Linked DNA regions of Mus musculus: regions 2 and 3 are each linked to region 1. The links are chromatin contacts, called in public Hi-C maps. All regions are on one chromosome and are shown on one strand. The core of a region is the stretch at or near the end of the contact, and the rest is flanking DNA. Distances in the headings are between cores, read along the strand shown. Region 1 has its middle 46 kb from the start of Gm46170. Region 2 has its middle 2.9 kb from the start of Gm39694. Region 3 overlaps Gm4847 (predicted gene 4847).

Evidence for each region. A called contact is a pair of places that touch in the nucleus more often than the background predicts.
Region 2: a Hi-C map of bone marrow-derived macrophages shows a contact between it and region 1, with 14 read pairs. The contact joins two enhancer-like sites. A contact is called at or near these places in 4 of 39 promoter capture datasets (cranial neural crest, embryonic stem cells, hippocampal neurons and 1 more), 3 of 15 datasets of contacts at CTCF or cohesin (hippocampal excitatory neurons, large pre-B cells and pro-B cells), 93 of 484 Hi-C or Micro-C datasets (3T3-L1-derived adipocytes, the AtT-20 cell line, B cells and 60 more), 10 of 115 datasets of contacts at active chromatin or transcription factors (astrocytes, bone marrow-derived dendritic cells, bone marrow-derived macrophages and 7 more) and 3 of 9 other capture datasets (adipose tissue, liver and macrophages).
Region 3: a Hi-C map of bone marrow-derived macrophages shows a contact between it and region 1, with 12 read pairs. The contact joins two enhancer-like sites. A contact is called at or near these places in 1 of 39 promoter capture datasets (the C10 cell line) and 1 of 484 Hi-C or Micro-C datasets (bone marrow-derived macrophages).

Annotation. Positions count from the first base shown.
Region 1 is chr1:167,219,147-167,222,276 of GRCm38.p6, reverse strand. No RefSeq gene overlaps it. Among named protein-coding and RNA genes, the nearest start is that of Gm46170, 46 kb to the left of the region's middle. Within about 2 kb of position 1,511, at least 28 of the 459 cell types and tissues checked have an H3K27ac peak or open chromatin away from gene starts, as enhancers often do. A contact at or near this core is called in the Ba/F3 cell line, the CH12 cell line, Th1 cells and 1 more, where this site is marked.
Region 2 is chr1:166,428,224-166,431,353 of GRCm38.p6, reverse strand. No RefSeq gene overlaps it. Among named protein-coding and RNA genes, the nearest start is that of Gm39694, 2.9 kb to the left of the region's middle. Within about 2 kb of position 1,638, at least 26 of the 459 cell types and tissues checked have an H3K27ac peak or open chromatin away from gene starts, as enhancers often do. A contact at or near this core is called in the Ba/F3 cell line, the CH12 cell line, Th1 cells and 1 more, where this site is marked.
Region 3 is chr1:166,630,490-166,633,619 of GRCm38.p6, reverse strand. It overlaps Gm4847 (predicted gene 4847), which reads left to right. Exons shown (of 9, transcript NM_001164312.1): 8 at 885-960; 9 at 3,094-3,130. Among named protein-coding and RNA genes, the nearest start is that of Gm4847, 16 kb to the left of the region's middle. Within about 2 kb of position 1,634, at least 5 of the 459 cell types and tissues checked have an H3K27ac peak or open chromatin away from gene starts, as enhancers often do. A contact at or near this core is called in bone marrow-derived macrophages, where this site is marked.

The sequences.
Region 1 (3,130 bases), core at 262-2,761:
TTATTTATTGATTGATTGATTGGTTCTTTGAGGTAAGAGTCTTGCTATATAGCCCTGTGCCATGTTGACCAGAATGGCCTCTGAACTCAGAGAGATCCACCTGCCTCAGCCTCCCAAGTGCTGGGATTAAAGGCACACACAATCACATCCAGCTTATTCCTGTTTTTAAAAGACCTACATCCAGGGCCTTTCACACAACTGGCTTTTGCTCTTTGTCGTTCCTGACAGTTCCCATGTCTTAGCTTCCCTTCATCTCTACTTCTCATCCTGTCTTTCCAGATGCTTGCTTTTTGCTAACCCTGGAACTAGGCAGGCCTCTGGATAGGAGCCTCAGCAGTGTCCCCTCTTTCCCTAGGGTGGTTTTGCTGGTGAGGCAGGGCAGTGATGCTGCTCTTAATTCTTTCTATGTGTATGGCTGTTTTGCCTTCATGGTATATCGGTACCGCTTGTTTGCATGGTATCCTCAGGCCAAAAGAGGGCATCAGATGCCATGGAATTGAAGTCACAGGTAGTTGTGAGTCTCCCAGTTTTAGCTCCAGATTAACATTGCTTTAATGAAGCCATCAATGGGCTGGCTTGCAGACAATGGCTTCAATACAAGGAGTAGAGAGAGGGTCTTGGAACATGGCATTGTAGGCTTCAAGAGACTAGGGTAGGTGGATTCCTTCACGATATGCTGGGGGTGTTTAGGTGCTTTAAGGCGGATCTAAAGTTTAAGTTAATGGCACATACCTGTGACCCCAATATTAAGCTGAGGCAAGATGACAAATTTGAAGTCATCTTGGGTCACATACAAAGACCCTATCTCAGAAAAATCCCTCCCAATCGCCCCTTCGCCACCACAAAGAGAACAATTTAAGAGGTCATTTTCTCGACTGGGGATGTTTCTTGGTACCAAAGCACCTGCCTAGCATAAGCAAGAGGTCCAGGCTCAATCCCCAACATTGCAAAACCGAAACTATGAGCTAGCTGTTACCCTAGTCTTGCGTGTATACTTACATACATATTTCAATAAACCATGAGCTAAAATAACATGGGAACCCATTAGAGACAGGACTAAGCCCTGGTATATACATCTTAGGAACATAAAACTACCCTCTATGTAAACACCACATCTACCCTGGGCCCTGACTTGTACTGTTTGGATTCAGTGGCTCCAAGGACTTGTGTGTTGAGTTCTGACTGTCCTGGCTGGGGCAAGCCAGCACCTGGTGACAGCTCCCCTGCCTGGACGGGATGCTCATCACACGTGTGCATTTCAGAGGAGCCCTCCCAGTGCCATCTGCTTCCTCTGAAGTAAACGGCCTCCATTGTAAAATCACACTAGATTTTTCCTGTGTTTGTTATGTGTTCACTCATACTTAAACAGACAGACAGACAGACAGACAGACAGACAGACAAACACCCCTCCAAAAAGCAAACCAAACCTGTGAAGGATGCTAAGAAATGTGCTGGTTCTCCGGGATCACTGGAAAACTGAATTCAGCTGCTGCAAAGGTCTAACCTAAATGACAGGAAGTCTGGTGTGTGTCTGCCATCTAGTGGTGGGGATTCAGACGGCAGCAGGAGTGGGTGGCTTCAGTTCCTGGACAGCCATTTGACTGGCTATTGATATTTAAGAGATGTATACTCAGGTGCTATTAAAAGTATTAACTACTAATATGACTTTAAAAAAATATTTAAGCCTCCACTAGAGCACATAGAAACTAACTCCCTTAATTTCTCCATGGCAACAATTGTGAGTGGATTGGGATGGGGGGAGGGAGTGTGGATGTGTGTGTGGATGGGTGTGTAGGTGTGAGTGTATATGTGTGTGTGTAGGCTAGAAGTTGTCAAGTGTCTTCCTCAATCACTCTCTTCTTCCTCTTCCTCCTCCTCCTCCTCCTCCTCTTCTTCTTCTTCCTTTCTTCTTCTCCTCTTCTTCTTCTTTCTCTTCTTCCTCTTCTTCCTCTCCTCCTCCTCCTCCTCCTCCTCTTCTTCTTCTTCTTCTTCTTCTTCTTCTTCTTCTTCTTCTTCTTCTTCTTCTTCTTCTTCTTCTTCCTCTTCCCCTCTTCCTCTTCCTCCTCCTCCTCCTCCTCCTCCTCCTCCTCCTCCTCTTCTTCTTCTTCTTCTTCTTCTTCTTCTTCTTCTTCTTCTTCTTCTTCTTCTTCTTCTTCTTCTATTATTATTATTATTGATAATATCCCACTATGTAGACCAGGCTGGTCTCTAACTCACAGAGACCTGCCTCCTGCCTTCTTGGGTGCTGGGGTTAAAGGTGTGTATCATCACGTCATCCTATACCATTTATTTATTTATTTATTAGGTGTGTATCATCACGTCATCCTATACCATTTATTTATTTATTTTAGAGGGGTTTCTCTCATGTGGCTAGAGACCACAGGTTCTGTAAGGTGGCATGTCCCTGCCCACGAAATGGATGTGTGCTGTAGGATCCAGAGGATTCTGGGACTGCATTCAGGCCCTCATGCTTGTATGGCCACCTCCCCAGCCCCAAGGCTACAGCTGTTTCTACTACAGTAGTTTTTACAGGCTGCTATCATCAGCTGTCTATGTGCATGTGTGCACATGTGTGTGGTTATTATTATTTTAAAAGCATCACTGGGATCTACCCTGAGAACTCTGAGCCTGTAGACCTGGAAGAGGATCAGTGATAACAGGTTGTTGGGGTGAGGTGGATCAGCTCTACAGGGAGGGTTGGAACCCCAGGACCTACCTTGTGCATTTTTACCCATAGGGACCCTCACACCCTGGTGTTCCTAGCACTTGTAATGCTGCCTCTCCCAGACATGTCCCAAGCATTGCAGATGGGGACTGGAAAGGTAAAATTCACTGCAATTAAGGGAAGAGAGAAGGAGCCACTGGAGTCCTTTCATTCTTTCAGTTAAAAGCAGACCGTGGGGAGATGCCACTTGTCTCCATAGATGCCACCCCACACCAGCTCTGTTTTGCACAACAGTTCCTGGAGAGCAGGGAGTGTGTCTGCATCACTGAGCATCCAACATGGCCCACCAGAGTTCCATTGGAACAAGGTACTAACTAGAGAAAGTCCCATGGTGCCTTACATGACTGGAACCTGCTTTTGGCCATAACCTCCCATCGGTTTTGGGACTGTGTAGACTGCTGGCAG
Region 2 (3,130 bases), core at 389-2,888, 790 kb after region 1:
GGGCATCCATCGTATTTACAGACACCAAACCCAGACATTATTGTGGATGCCAAGAAGTGCTTGCTGACAGGAGCCTGATATAGCTGTCTCCTGAGAGGCTCTGCCAGAGCCTGACAACTAGAGGCAGATGCTCACAGCCAACCATTGGACTGAGCACGAGACCCCAATGGAGGAGTTAAAGAAAGGACTGAAGGAACTGAAGGGGTTTGCAACCCCATAAGAGGAACAACAATATCAACCAACCAGACCCCCCTAGAGCTCCCAGGAACTAAGCCACCAACCAAAGAGTACACATGAAGAGACCCATGGCTCCAGCTTCATATGTAGCAGAAGACGGACTTGTCAGACATCAATGGGAGGAGAGGCCCTTGGTCTTGGGAAGGCTGGATGGCCCAGTGTAGGGGAAGGCCAAGGTAGGGAGGCAGGAGTGGGTGGGTGGAATAGGGGGAGGGAGGATGGTATAGGGGGGTTTCAGAGGGGAAACTGGGAAAGGGGATAACATTTGAAATGTAAATAAATAAAATATCCAATTAAAAAAATAACAAGTAAGAAATAGAGTTTCACTATCACTGCCTTCCTTTTTACTGTGAATTTTTCATCTGTCTCCCACACTCAGCCTTTGTTTGGAGAGCAGAGGAAGCTCTCAGCCCTCAGCCCTCCCTTGCTCTGTATGGCACGTGGCTCCGGTCATGGTCCTGTGTCTTCTTTGTTTTCTAAGGCACCTTTCTCCGATGTATAAACTTAGAAAAGGTATGGGAAGACCGAATAGACACCAGGGGCAGAGCTCCTCGCCCTCCAGAGAAAGTCGAATCTGCTGAAGAGGCACTGGGGCCAGGTGGCTGGATGTCAGGACCACATCTGCCTCTTACTATTTGGTATTACCACAGGGAAACTGCTTAATCTACCTTAATGTCAGCTTTCTCATTTATAAAACAGCAAAAGTTGTAAGAGTTAAAAAGATATCAAGGTGTCCTGACTCATCAAAGCGCTTGTCCATCTGACTTGCCAGTATCAGTGTGGGGGAGACTCTGCGCAGACGGAATAGAGACGTTGCAACCTGCATCTCCTCAGCACTTTACATTTCTGGGCAATGTCCAAGAGCCTAAAATGGCTCGGCAAATTTAAGATGATAGTACAAGGATCAGAGACAAGAGGACTTAAGAACCACCTACTGAGTCACCCCAAATGCAAGCCATGATGTGCCAATTCTAACTAAAAATAGGAAGGGGAAGGAAAAAAAAAAAAAACTTGCCTTTGGAAATAAAAAATCTAATCTTACCAACAGTGGCCCAGATCCCTTACTTCCTATTTCTGTTTCCCTTTCCTGTCAGTAAATGATAATAATAGCCTCTGTGCAGTGTGGCTGTGAGATGCAGCCACTCCCTCTTCAAGTCTCCCGCCTTCCCTGGCAGTCTGTTACTCGGGTCATTGAGACTGAAGCCTCCGCCTCTACAAGAGCCACAGCCATGTGTAAGTCCGACAGATCTGGCTTAGCAGCACGCTCTTTTTGCTGTTTACAAGAATTGTGAAGAGTAACAGTATCTCGTGGGTGTCTCAAAACAACACTGCACAAGTAAGAGTGTTTTAATGCAGAAACGAATGGTTAAGAAGTGTCCGTATTCTTAGACTGAGAGCCATTCACAATCGTCTGAAGATCTTGTTTCAAAGAAGCTGCCTCAGTGATCAGCTGCTCTCTCTCATCAGACGGGTTACTCACGTTGAATTTTCTGATATTTGGGTTGGAAATAAAGTCATCACTTTTTAATCTGAAATATTAATTATTAATATTTAATATTTGAAAATCTCTTTATTTTATTTTTTATATTCATTTGTTCTCTCTCTCTCTTTGTGTGTGTGTGTGTGTGTGTGTGTGTGTGTGTGTGTGTGTGTGTGTGTCTGTGTGTCTGTGTGTCTGTGTGTCTGTGTATGTGGAGACCAGAGGACAACCTCAGGGAGCAGGCTCCCTCCTTCCACCACGTGGTCCCAGCGTGGAACTCAGGTGCTCAGGTTTGGCAGTGAGAGCCATCGGAGCCATCTTGGCAGCACAGAAACATCCTCTTTAAAAATGTCTAAATCAAAAAGTAAAAATTGCTTTAACACCCATTCCATCCTGAAAAACAGCTTCAACTGCTGATTGCTGCAAATATAGTTTTGGGGTGCCCTCTAGTGCTGAAATATTGATAATATACCAACCATGGCTCTAGGAAATCTATACTGAACACACCCTCTAGTGTTAGAGTAAGACCAGACTAGGCTCAGGACACACACACAATTATACAAACACACACACACACACACACACACACACACACACACACACACACACACACCACACCACACCACACCACACCACACCACATACCACACCACATATCAGCCCATATAATATAGCCACAAATAAAGCCACAGAGTGAAGTCTGGAATAAACTTCTAATCTGTCCAATAATAGGTGCTTCTATTCAGCTCAAAGGACCATTACCCTACCTAAAAGATAAGGCATCAAAAACTGACCAGAAAGCAATGGATATGTGCAAACTCTTTGACAGAGAATTTAAAATGGCTGGGTCTTTTTGTTTGTTTGTTTTGGTTGTTTTTTGTTTTTTGTTTGTTTGTTTGTTTGGGTTTTGTGGGGGGGGTGGGTTTTTTGTTTGTTTTTTTTTATTTTTGTTTTTCAAGACAGGGTTTCTCTGTGTAGCCCTGGCTGTCCTGGAGCTCATTCTGTAGACCAGGCTGGCCTCGAACTCAACTGCCAGAAGTCATTGAGGAAAGGCTAAAGACAAACAAGTAGGTTTTCTGGAGATGGCCCACTGCTTTGCACAGCTGCAATGGGTAAGCTCTGATTTGCAGGATCTTCAGAGATTTTTATCCCAGGATTTCTTCTTCCTGCTGGTATGCCTTTCCTGTCACTATTACATAGCCTAATGATTCCTGGGTATTAGCCTACCCTGTTGGGCAGATTCCCTGCAGTTCAATAAAGATATCTTATCACGTAATAGTGCTGTGTTGACAAACTGAAATTTTTATAGTTCCTGATACTAGGTTTATGGAATTCCTAAATTTACACAAGTAACTTCTGACTCTCTGAAGAGCTGCAAATAGGGCTCTGTAAACCTTTATGTGTTACAGGCTG
Region 3 (3,130 bases), core at 385-2,884, 590 kb after region 1:
ACAGGTGTCTCATTGAGTATGTTCCTTTTATTTGTTATATTTGTAGAAGAATAGTTGATGTTTCACAACGTATGTATAGATGTATAGTAGTAATTTAAGGTGCTACATGGACTTTCAGTTCTTCAGTTCTGTTCCTTTCTTGCTTTACACATTTGTGTGTGAAACTGTATTTTGAAACATCTGAGGACAATTGTGTGTAGGTCATATTTTTGCAGATACTCACACCATGTGGCACCTGGAGAAGCAACAAGGCAAACAGTTTATAAGTATCATGTCTGCTACACTCTGTCTTGTCTCTCTAGCATAATTTAACATTCTGTTTGTTGTATCTTCTTTGTCTGTGGCACATTCATACATGCAGAATTTCTGTGTGCAATTACTTGATCTCCTTTCAAAATGTAGTTGTCAAAGTGCAGGGTGCTCTTCCATCAGTATGTACTTTCAGAAAGCACAATAAAAACTAAGAGATCTTCTCTTAACTCAACACACAGAAAAAATGCATTTGGGATGTAAGCTCAATGCTAGGCAATGTTCTTATACATGAGACCTTGAGTCACGTCCCAGGTTAGGTTAAGGATCTTTGAAAGACAATAAAAAACACCTCAAAGGCATTCATAGTATTCAGGGATGTTGAGTGTACATTTAAACTAAGAAAAGTTTAAACACTTTTTATCTTAAAGGAAAGCTAGGTAACGTAAGTGACATCCTGGGCATGACGGTGTAAAAGAAATTCTCTTCCTTTGGAGCTCCTTAAACATGAGGTTTTGATTATTAATTTTATAGAGGTCTGACAATTTCATTCTATTTCAAAACCTTTATTTTTGTTTATGTGTGTACCTTGGTCCTCCTGTCAACCTTTCAATGTTTATATATTGTTTTCTCAGGAATAAAAAAGTTGCCCTCAAGGAGAGCCATGATAGCCGACATCAACAGAAAGAATCATCAAATAATGGCCAAAGGGTAAGGAGCCTACTTTTCTGTTAAAGTAAATGAAACATGTTCAGAGGGGGATATTTGATTTTACTCTTTATATAGTTTGCAACTAAATGAGCCCTAATATGATAATTTTAGTTCAGTGACATCATTTTTCACATGGAGCTGACTGTGGAACCTAAATCTGACATTATGAGTTAAATAACCACAGAACACCAAGTCTACATGATGAGTAGAAGGTAAACTCACTGTGGAAATAAGAATAGAGTTTTTTTAAAACCTTAACTTGTACCTACCAGATATACCACTTCTCAGCATTTACCCAAAAACTCCAGGCATCACAGAGTCAAACTGGACATTAGCATGTATTGCAATCCCTAGTCACAGTAGCTAGGTTAGAGACAAGATGTAGGCATCCACGGAAATAGAGTTAAAATGTGTATTTTGTTCACAATGGAGTTTTTAGTCCTAAACAAGAATAAGGTATGCCACTTGCAAGAGTATAGATATAAATGAAAAGGGTAGTTGTATTGTATTTTTCCCTCATTTGTTGTCCCAGACAGTACAGATACATAAAATCATATGTGTTGGTGACATGGAAATAGGAACAAAACAATCTGTGTAACTAAAGGGAACAATGGCGTGAGAGAGGAAGTGTAGGGAAGTCAGGGGTCATAAGCTTAAAATAGATCATATACTTGCATGAACGTTCTCTTAGGTAACCCTGGGTAATGTTTTAAAATTTTAAAAACAGAACAAAGAAGGGTGCATCATACCCAGAAAATAGCATCCTGCAGCCCTTCTCTTCCTCTTCTGGCAGATCTGGTTTATCTTCTGGTCCTCCTTGGTATTTCCTAAGCCTTAAAGTGTGTGATACAAATACCCTGCTTAGGGTTGAGTGCTTATCCATTGCCTGTTCTCAGACCCACAAGTCATGAACTCACCACCACCCATTACAAAGAGAAACTGTGGATTAAGGCTGAGAGTAGCAATATTTGTGTAAGAGTATAAACACAAATATCTAGAAAGCAATTTGGAGTCACACAAGTTTAACTACACACTAGTAAATACTCTCCTATGGCCTTGAAACTCTTCACTCATGGAGTTATGGCTGAGTGTCTAGGATGAGGCATGCATTTCCTCCTGTGGAGCAGGCCTCAGATCCAATCAGAGGGTGGTGGTTGCTCACATATCATTCTTGCTGCTGTGGTACCAGTGACCAAGGCTTGCCTGGCAGATTGGAATTGCCTTTCACTAAGGTTCACAGCTGGGTAAGATCAATGATGACCACTCCTCCCCTGCATCCATGAATTTGGTGATAAGAGCCATACTGCTGCCTTACTTAGCCTGCATACATTTATTTCTCCCTCACTTGGCTACTTTCATTCACTCTTTTTATGTTTATCTTAAATAATACAAATTTATCTCCTCTCAACATTGTGAAAAGTTTTTATTTATTTATTTATTTTAAGTCAAGGCACTGTCTATTTGTGTTTCTTTTACCCAGGGATAATTTGACAAGGTGGTCTCTTGTTTGGCATATTTTTTTTTTTTGAGATGGGGCTTCATTTCGTAGCCTAAGCTAGCTTTGAACTCATTTCATAGCCCAGGCTGACCTTGAACTTATTGTAATTCTCTTTCCTTGGCCTCCTGAGTACTGGGACTAGTAGGTGTCTTGAAGAGGGGCCTTTTATTCTCAGGTATTTACAATTTACAAAATTAGTAACATGTTTACATACCAATAACCAAAAGGAATAATTGTATACAGAATTAGTATCTAGAGAAGATAGTTTATGTAGATTGGAATCAAGAAGTAAGCAATGGAGTTTCATATACTACGGCTTATATGTACTCCTTGGTAGTTTAATTCACATGATGGATCTGGATTCTGAATGTATAAGGGAAATCCAGATGTAAGATGTCATTCCTTTTTATATATTTTTGTCACTCTTCTGAGTATGTGGGAACTTTAAAACCCTCAGAGATTCACAACATGTGTTGAGAGACCATATTGTGCCTAAGGGAGTTGAAGAAAGTTTATTAAATTAAGATTTGACACGTGTAAAACAGCAAAGAAGCAAATAAAAGAAAATTGTACTGGAAACCCAGGGATGACAGGACTGAAGTCTGATGTTTGTTGTGTTTCCATCCCCACTCCAGCTCTAAGAAAATTCTCCAAGACCATCGCCGAGTAACA